Regions from separate parts of the Triticum aestivum genome. Here region 1 is linked to region 2. The links are chromatin contacts, called in public Hi-C maps. All regions are on one chromosome and are shown on one strand. Each heading gives the region's core, a stretch centred on a gene start, on an enhancer-like site or on the middle of the called end of the contact. The rest is flanking DNA. Distances are from core to core; before and after follow the strand shown. Region 1 has its middle 33 kb from the start of LOC123046265. Region 2 has its middle 330 kb from the start of LOC123046262.

Evidence for each region. Hi-C and Micro-C count contacts between places; a contact is called where the count stands out from the background.
Region 1: a Hi-C map of leaf shows a contact between it and region 2, with 3 times the contacts expected there. The contact joins two enhancer-like sites. A contact is called at or near these places in 1 of 5 Hi-C or Micro-C datasets (leaf) and 1 of 1 datasets of contacts at active chromatin or transcription factors (leaf).

What each region holds. Positions count from the first base shown.
Region 1 is chr2B:606,401,175-606,405,293 of IWGSC CS RefSeq v2.1, reverse strand. No RefSeq gene overlaps it. Among protein-coding and RNA genes, the nearest start is that of LOC123046265, 33 kb to the left of the region's middle. Within about 2 kb of position 1,968, at least 4 of the 8 cell types and tissues checked have an H3K27ac peak or open chromatin away from gene starts, as enhancers often do. A contact at or near this core is called in leaf, where this site is marked.
Region 2 is chr2B:605,666,175-605,670,854 of IWGSC CS RefSeq v2.1, reverse strand. No RefSeq gene overlaps it. Among protein-coding and RNA genes, the nearest start is that of LOC123046262, 330 kb to the right of the region's middle. Within about 2 kb of position 2,089, at least 6 of the 8 cell types and tissues checked have an H3K27ac peak or open chromatin away from gene starts, as enhancers often do. A contact at or near this core is called in leaf, where this site is marked.

The DNA.
Region 1 (4,119 bases), core at 719-3,218, 730 kb before region 2:
TTAATCACGTGGCAAATGTTAAATGTATATAAAAAGTTTTATATGTATAAGAAAAATGAATGACCTAGCGCATGCCCCCTCCTGCCTTCGATACTCTTTTGGCCGGCCCATTTCCAAATTTCTTCCAGTCGATTTTGGGAAGGTTCTAGAACCTTCACTGGACCTTTTTTCTGTTTTTTCTTCTGCCTTTGATCCTGTTCTGGGCCAGCCCATTGTCGAATTTCTTCCCTGCCGGTTTTGGGAAAGTTGTAGAAACTTCGCTTGACTGGGTTTTTCTTTATTATTTTTTATTGTTCAAACTTACTTCTTTCCTTTTTTCACTTCTTTTTTTAAAACATATTTCCATAATTTTGAACATTTTTTTGAAATCAAAACCAATTTATGCAAATCATAAACATTTCTTTTAAACAGTCAACATTTCTAGTCTGTATCAAATTGGCAAACATTTTTAGAGATCAGAACAAAAATTTTATTCCTGAACTTTTAACATAAATTCGCAAAAAAAATGGTGGAACAATTTTATACATTCACGAACATTTTTTGTTTTAACAAACATTTTCTGGAAGCATGAATGTTTTGAATCATTGAATATTTTAAGAATCAGTGAACATTTTAAGAATCAATGAACTATTTTGTAATTCACGAATAATTTGTGAATTGATAGAACATGTTTTAAATTCATGGATTTTTTTTGATATGGTTAACGTTTTGTTCTATTTCATTAATATTTTTCTATACATGAACATTTTTTGATTTCCTGAAGAAATTTTGGAAATCCTGTTTTTTTATGAATATGTCCACATTTTTTGAATCTGCAAAAATGTTATGATTCCTTGAACACTTTAAAGCAGATGGGCCGGTCCAAACGGGCACACTGGGCATCGTGGAGCTAGGGGTGCATGTTGTGGCTTCTCCCAACGGACATTCATGTTGTGCAAAAAAGTGCATTTCCTGTATTCGAACTTAGGTCGGTGCCTTCTTCTCTGAGTTTAGTTAACTACTAGAGCCAAGGGACATTCATGACAGAAAACAGTGACAACAGTATAAGAACAGCATGGCCAAGCTATTTATTTGCATAATACCCTCTGTTATATCACTTTTATTTTTGAATTATTCTGAAAAATGTCATGAATTTGAAAACACTCGTCATTTTTGAAGAAAAGTTCACAAACTCAAAAACATTCATCGATATTGAAAAAAGTTCGTGAAAATTTTTCATCCATTTTGAAAAAAGACCATCGAATTTGAAGAAATGTTCATCAAATTGGGAAAAACTTCATAAAATTTGAAAAACAATTCACCAGATTTTTAAAAAGTTCATCAAAGTTGAATAAGAGTTCATCAAATTAAAAAAAAGTTCATCAAATTTGAAAACAGTTATAGAATTTGAAAAAAGTCATCGAATCTGAAGCAAAAGTTCATCTATTTTGTGCGATGTAGAAAAAAAGTTCATCGAATTTGGAAAAAAGTTCATCGGATATGAAACAATTTCATCGAATTTGAAAAAAGTTTGTCGAATTTGAAAAAGTTCATCGAATTTGAAAAAAGGTCATCGAAGTTGAAATAAAGTTCATCAAATTTGAAAAAAGTTCATCATATTTGAAAAAAGTTCATAAAATTTTGATCAAATTTGAGAAAAAGTTCATCTCTTTTAAATTAAATCATAAATTTTTCGAAAGTTTGTAGAACCAGGAAGAAAAAAATACGAAAAAGGGGGAAAAGAAAACGGAAACGAAGACTACCAAGAAGAAAAGATAGGAATAGCGCAAAGTCTTCATGTGATGTTGATTGGCGGATTGGTTAGTGTGTAATACTGTGAACCAGGACGTCTTCAGTTCGAGTCATCGCGGGCGCTCTCTTTTGTGTTTTGAAAAAAAAAACAAATAGGCAGATGGGCTGGCCCAGCGCGGAGGGTGGGTGTGCGCCCGTTTGCGAGAACACCTATAACGGGCGCTTAAGGCGCCGAATAGGAACCAGCGTATAGGAGGTCCCAGTCCAGCCATCGGTAACTCACACTGTGGCGGAGCACGCAGGCTTCAGCCTGCTCGCTGCTCCGCAAGTTGGGTGGAGGGTGGGTAGTATTTCATCGCCTGGACCACGAACCACGCCTCGGTGTTATCGTTTGTTTTGTTGTTTTCTTTTAAATTTTCTCTTGATAATATATATTGAAATGTTCCCAAAAAATAGGCATTTTTATCTAATATTATATAGATGTACATAACGTATTCATCGGTCATCAGGTTTTTAAAAAATGTTCAAAGTGTACTTTAGAAAAATGTTTCACCATGTGTTAGAAAATGATCATCGTGTATTAAAAAAGTCTTTGCCATGTTTTACAAAAAATTAACCATGTGATTAACAAATATTCATAGTGAAATTAATAGGTATATGTTGATTATCTATTTTTTGTATATTTAAAATATGTTCCATTTTTAAAATAACGTATAGAAAATTGGTTATTTAATTTTGAAAAGTGCTCCCTGCTTTTAAATAAAACCTTGTGTATTATGGAAAATTGTTTTCACTGCTTAAAAAATATATCCTTGTATTTGTCAAACAATAAAGAAAGGAAAATAGGAAAAAAGAAACATAAAAGGATAACAATGGAAATAATTAAAGAAAAGGGGAAAAAATAAAGCAAAAACATACCAAGCTGGCTAAAAAAATCAGAGCCAAAAACATAGAAACCCAAATTAAGAAAAGTAATTTCATGAAACCATGTCTTTGCGTCCTGTTGTTGGGCCTAGGCCCATTTTGGAATGCAAGGGCGCCAGCGCGGTGTATATATATCTAGCAATAGGCGAGATATTTCTCAATGCCTAGCTGGGATCACATCCGCCTCAAGTATGGAGATCTATCTTGGATGGAAGAGACGCGCTCTCACATGGCATCATAAGGCGCATTGGGGAAGACGCAAATACCCGAGTTTGGGCTGCTGACAACTGGATACTGAGAGACTCGGTGATGAGGCCAGTAGCCTGTTTGGCCATCGATCCTCCAACTCTTGTCAATGAGTTGATTGATAGTACCTCGGCAACAGGGAGAGATGACAAGTTGCAGCAATTTTTATTCCCTTTGACATTCAAGCAATAAAGAACATACCACTTTGTATGACTCCGATGACAGATTTCTGGGCATGGCAATTTGAAAGAAAGGAGAATTCTCTGGTCTGCATACCGCTTGCTTGTCAACTTAAGAAACACCAATGATGATTTGCTAGGTCAGAGAGGGGCTACTTTAATGGTGTGGCAGAAGAGAGCTGTTGGACATCCCTATGGAACACTAAAGTTCCTGGCAAGATCAGGACTTTTTGTTGGAGATTGGCAAGGCATTATTTGCCATCAGAGGACGTGAAACAAGAAGGAAAATGTGTGACACAGATTCTTGCTAGTTGCGCAGAGCTATTGATTCCTGGAGGCACTCACTGATTGACTGTACCGTTTCGAGGTGTGTTTGGGTTCTAGGTGATGAAGAGTTAATTGACCTTATTGCAGAGACTTACGAACCCAGTGCGAAAAACTCGCTTTTTTAACATGATGGATGCATTATCACATGCGGACTTCATGAAAATGGCCATCATACTTTGGGCAGTTGGGACTGCACGTACAAAAGCTATTCATGAGTCAATTTTTCAAAGCTCAATGTCAACTCGCCTATTCATCGAAAAATTCATCGTTGAGTTGGATGCCTTGAATACACGGTCTAGTGCGGCCAATCCGGCGAGACACACACATGTAGTGAATGTGCAAAGAGCTTGAAAACCGCCTTTGATTGGCACGTTAAAATCCATGTAGATGGTGGCATGTTTCATGATGGGACTGTTGGAGTTGTTGTTGCAATTTGCATAAATGAACAAGGTCGGTACCTCATGTCTTCAACTACTGTTTCACCTGGTGTTAATAATCCAACAACTCTAGAGGCCATAGCATGCTGCGAGGCGTTGGCACTTGCGGCTGATCTATCTTTGGATCGTTTGGTAATTGCATGCGACTGCATACCAATTGTGGACGACGTCAAGAAGGGGTTGGGAGCCCCCCATATCACTATTGTGGAAGAATAAACGGGAGAAGAGTATGTTTTGCTAGCTGTGATTTTATGTTCAAAGGTCGAGCTTCAAAT
Region 2 (4,680 bases), core at 840-3,339:
CCGAATACTATCATCCAATATATCAATCTGTACCTCACGACCTTTTCGAGACTCCTCGTCATGTCCGTGATCTCATCCGGGACTCCAAACAATAGTCGGTCACCAAATTACATAACTCATATAATACAAATCGTCATCGAACGTTAAGCATGCGGACCCTACGGGTTCGAGAACTATGTAGACATGATCGAGACACCTCTCCGGTCAATAACCAATTGCGGAACCTGGATGCTCATATTGGCTCCCACATATTCTATGAAGATCTTTATCGATCGAACCGTTATGACAACATATGTTATTCCCTTTGTCATCGGTATGTTACTTGCCCGAGATTCGATCGTCGGTATCTTCATACCTAGTTCAATCTCGTTACCGGCAAGTCTCTTTACTCGTTCCGCAATGCATCATACCGCAATTAACTCATTAGTCACATTGCTTGCAAGGCTTCTTATGATGTGCATTGCCGAGAGGGCCCAGAGATACCTCTCCGATACCCGGAATGACAAATCCAAATCTTGATCTACGCCAACCCAACAAACACCTTCGGAGATACCTGTAGAGCATCTTTATAATCACCCCGTTACGTTGTGACGTTTGATAGCACACAAGGCATTCCTCCTGTATCCGGGAGTTGCATAATCTCATAGTCGGAGGAATTATGCATTTGACATGAAGAAAGTAATAGCAATAAAATTGAACGATCATTATGCTAAGCTAACAGATGGGTCTTGTCCATCACATCATTCTACTAATGATGTGACCCCGTTCATTAAATGACAACACATGTCTATGGTTAGGAAACTTAATCATCTTTGATTAACGAGCTACTCTAGTAGAGGCTTACTAGGGACACAGTATTTTGTCTATGTATTCACACATGTATCAAGTTTCCGGTTAATACAATTCTAGCATGAATAATAAACATTTATCATGAAGTAAGAAAATATAAAATAACAACTTTATTATTGCCTCTAGGGCATATTTCCTTCACTGTCCACGACACCGCGATGCCGGGGCAGGAGGCGGCCCACCTTGAGCGCTGGAAGGCGCAGTGGCTCGCCCAGGAGGAGGGCCACGGCGAGTGGCAGATGCGCTACGAGCAGCTGCTGAAACTCGACGTGGAGGCGCTGCGGCAGGAGGAGGAGGAGGAGCGTGCACGGCGAGCCGCAATGTCGCCGCCCCAGCAGATGCCGGAGGAGGCTGCCCTTGCAGCTTAACGAGTGACGTTCGGGTGGGCAGGCCCAGCTTCCGTCTTCATCGACCTCCCCGGCGATGGCGACGTCGACGTTAAGGGCAAGGGCAAGGCCGATGACGTCTAGGGCAGCGTGCAGGCGCGGACTTTTTTTTATGTTTTAATTAATGTTTAATTAGGTTTAAGTGGGCATTGGTCGGCGTTTGACCGGTCATTTATGTTTAATTATGTTTATTTCCGCGTGCTGTTTTTTTTCTGTTGCTATGCCAGCAGATTTGGGTCCGCCTCCCTTTGGGCAGTCAAACCGACCAATTTGAGAATACAGACCCACACGTCCGTCTGACCGATTCATACGGACGAAAAGTGGACAAGGAGCGCTTGTGTTTGGGTTGCCCCGTTGCTCTTACTTACGCAGGCACGGTTCCCGTGGGAACAAACCCTCTGATGTCTCCTCCCCTCTTGTTGCGTCTGTGGGGAGCAAGAGGGTGGTGTCATGCACGGACCTGGCTCAGGGGAGCAGCTGCTGGCAGTTGGGCAACAGATCCCTCTCTCTCTCTCTCTCCCATGACTCCCTTGGTATGCCCATGCAGCGATGATGCGCGGGGGCGATGCAGGGATTCTCTGCAGCACCAACTCTAGAGCAGATAGATGCCTGCTCCCGAGCTGGAATAATCTCAAATATGCATCACCATAAAGGAAGGGTCCTTGAGCTTATCCAGCTGCTCGATCGACCGATCATCACCCGGGACCCTTGGCTCGAGCTGGATTCGGTCCTCCCTCCCACCCACTCGCGCACTGCCTGGACTAGACACGCAACAAGTTGTAGCAAAAACGACAGTCGGTGCAGTGCAGTGCCCGTTTCGATCGCTGTCAGCCTCTCTAGCCCGCTAGCCTCCGGCCACTTTATCTAACTGTGGCGTGCAATCTGTAACAGTCCCGTTCCCCCCAGGCCGCTGGCTAGGCTAGGGCTAGCCAACCAACCAATTATCCTCTTTACAGTCAGATCGCAATGGAAAATATAATTGCGCCCGTTGGCCAGTGGCCTGTACCCATGGATCGACGCCGATCCAGACATGTCCCTACCCCGGCCAATAACCCAGGGAAGCCTCTCGAGTCGCCTGCAGAGGCAGATCGAGCGCGCTTTGGTTTTTCCTTGACCACCGCTCGCGGCGTGACGTGCCGACGACATGGGCACGGTGCTGCGCATGTCGGCATGGTCACCGCGGGCGACCGCGGACGTCGTCCCGCCGGAATACCCTGCTACTACTACGCTACAACGGATCGATCAGACGACGGAGTCGTCGTCGCCGGGGAGATCCCTATTCCAACGTAGGAGACACGGTCGATCGGCGCCCTGCTAGCTGTGTGGCACGAGTACGTGGTGACGGTGCAACTTGTTGCGCGAATCGAGCGCCCCGAAAGCAACATGCTTTGACATAATGCATGCCGGTCGAGAGGGCGGTGCTTGTTTTTCCAGGGTCAAACGAAAATGGGTGCTCACCTCAATGGGTCTAGACTTTCAAACCTTGACTCAACAATGAACATGCCACTGCTAGCTAGCTTGCAAACTGCATGACTGCCTGTCCGAGAAAACAACGATTTCTTCTGCGCCCCATGATGATTTGAGAGAGGAAAACCCGGAAATCTGAGCGTTGGTCGTGCATGCCTGAGGGTTACGCTGGCTGGCGCTGAACGCCACAGTGCCCACACGCACATATCCAGTGGTACGCATACGCCCGACCCTGCAGTGCAGTGCAGTGCAGCACAGCAGGGCCACTATAGCCATCGAGCCAGCCAGCCCGGCCGGCCATGTTGTTGGCGACGAGATGCATGGACGACAGGCTACGTCGCATCATTCACTCTGGGCCTCCCCTTTACCTGCACTGCATAGCACTGTTGCAGAGAGTGCATGCAAATCCCTGCCCTGCATGCTCACCCGGAGCGGAAGCCGAGCCCGTCCGATCGACCATGCACGCCAGGCAGCGGTGCTTCGCGCGAACGACGGGTCGACACGTATGCCCGCCGCTGGCCCCGCGCACAGGAAGACCAAGCGTGAAGCAAGCCCTGCCGCTGCAACAACCAGCACAACGGATGAGATTGGACCACCGGGCTGGCTGGCCGGTACAGAGGCAGCGGCAGGGCAAATATCCACCGCTCGTGAGCGAAAGACAGGGAGGCGCCCGCCCGGGAGCGTCAGATTCCGGTGTCCCGTGCCAGGGCGGGGCGGGGCGGGGCAGGGCAGCGCTCGTCGTCATCATCATGGTGGTGCTGCCTCCAACGACTTCGGCAACGAGCCAGCGTCATCCATCATTGCCGCCAAAAATGCATTCAAGGCGCATTACCAGTTCGGTCAAAACACGGCGGCTGAGATCACGCCATGCTTCGCTTCAGTGGGCAACAACTAATCCAGGGTCCAGCCATGTCCGTGCATTAACTCTCACGTTTCCATAGGCTCTCTTGGTGTAAGCGCGTTGCAAGCTTGACAGAAGGCAGATTGTGACCAGGAAATCCTACGTCATGGGATGTTCTTTTTTCTTCCTATTATCACATTTTTGTGACTGGTAGGTCTGGGCGAGCGTCCGTTTCACGGAGGCACGAGTTTGCGGCGACCATGTAAAAGCCGAGTGCTTTCAGGGGTAACTCGCATAGTAAGTACTGCTATGAGCTACGAGTCCATGACTGTACCAAGAGTTGAAAACTTTGTCATCTTAGGCTTGACACTGAAGCTTCAAAGATCGAACGTCTTGTTGCCGGAGATTCTCGTTCTCTTCCTTTGTGCTGAGCTGCTTGCAGAGCTGAGCCCTCAAGAAAACAGAGACACAAGATCGGCGTGGAAAGAAAGTCAAGACCCGTTCCGTTTGCCTTTACCACAGTCCTTTTTAACCTGATATAGTCATATTTACACATTTACGACAATGTAGGATAACTTCCAAGTGAAAAAGGAGGGTCACAAAAAAGGCACGGTGACAGGGTTTTTTTTTCTCGGAAAAACTTACAATCTATTCATCTTCAATCATAGCAGTACAACGAATACCAGAAATAAAAATTACATCCAGATTCGTAGACCATCTAGTGACGACTACAAGCACCGAAGCGAGCCGAAGGCGCGCCGCCGTCATCGCCCCTCCATCGTCGGAGCCGGGCACAACTTGTTGTAGTAGACAGTCGGGAAGTCGTCGTGCTAAGGCCCCATAGGACCAGCACCCCAGAACAGCAACCGCCGCCGATGAAAAATAACGTAGATCGGAAGGATCCAAACCGAAGACACACGAACGTAGACGAACAACGACGAGATTCGAGCAAACCGGTGACAGGTTTTTCTTAACATGGTACAGATACAGACACTCATACATACACACATATACTCATTATGAACATACCCACGCACACCCTACCCTTATGAGCGCCTCCAAGAGACTGAGCCACATCATCTTGAGATTGACGAAGTAGCCACAACGTCTTCGTAGTCGACGGGAACGTCTTCTCCC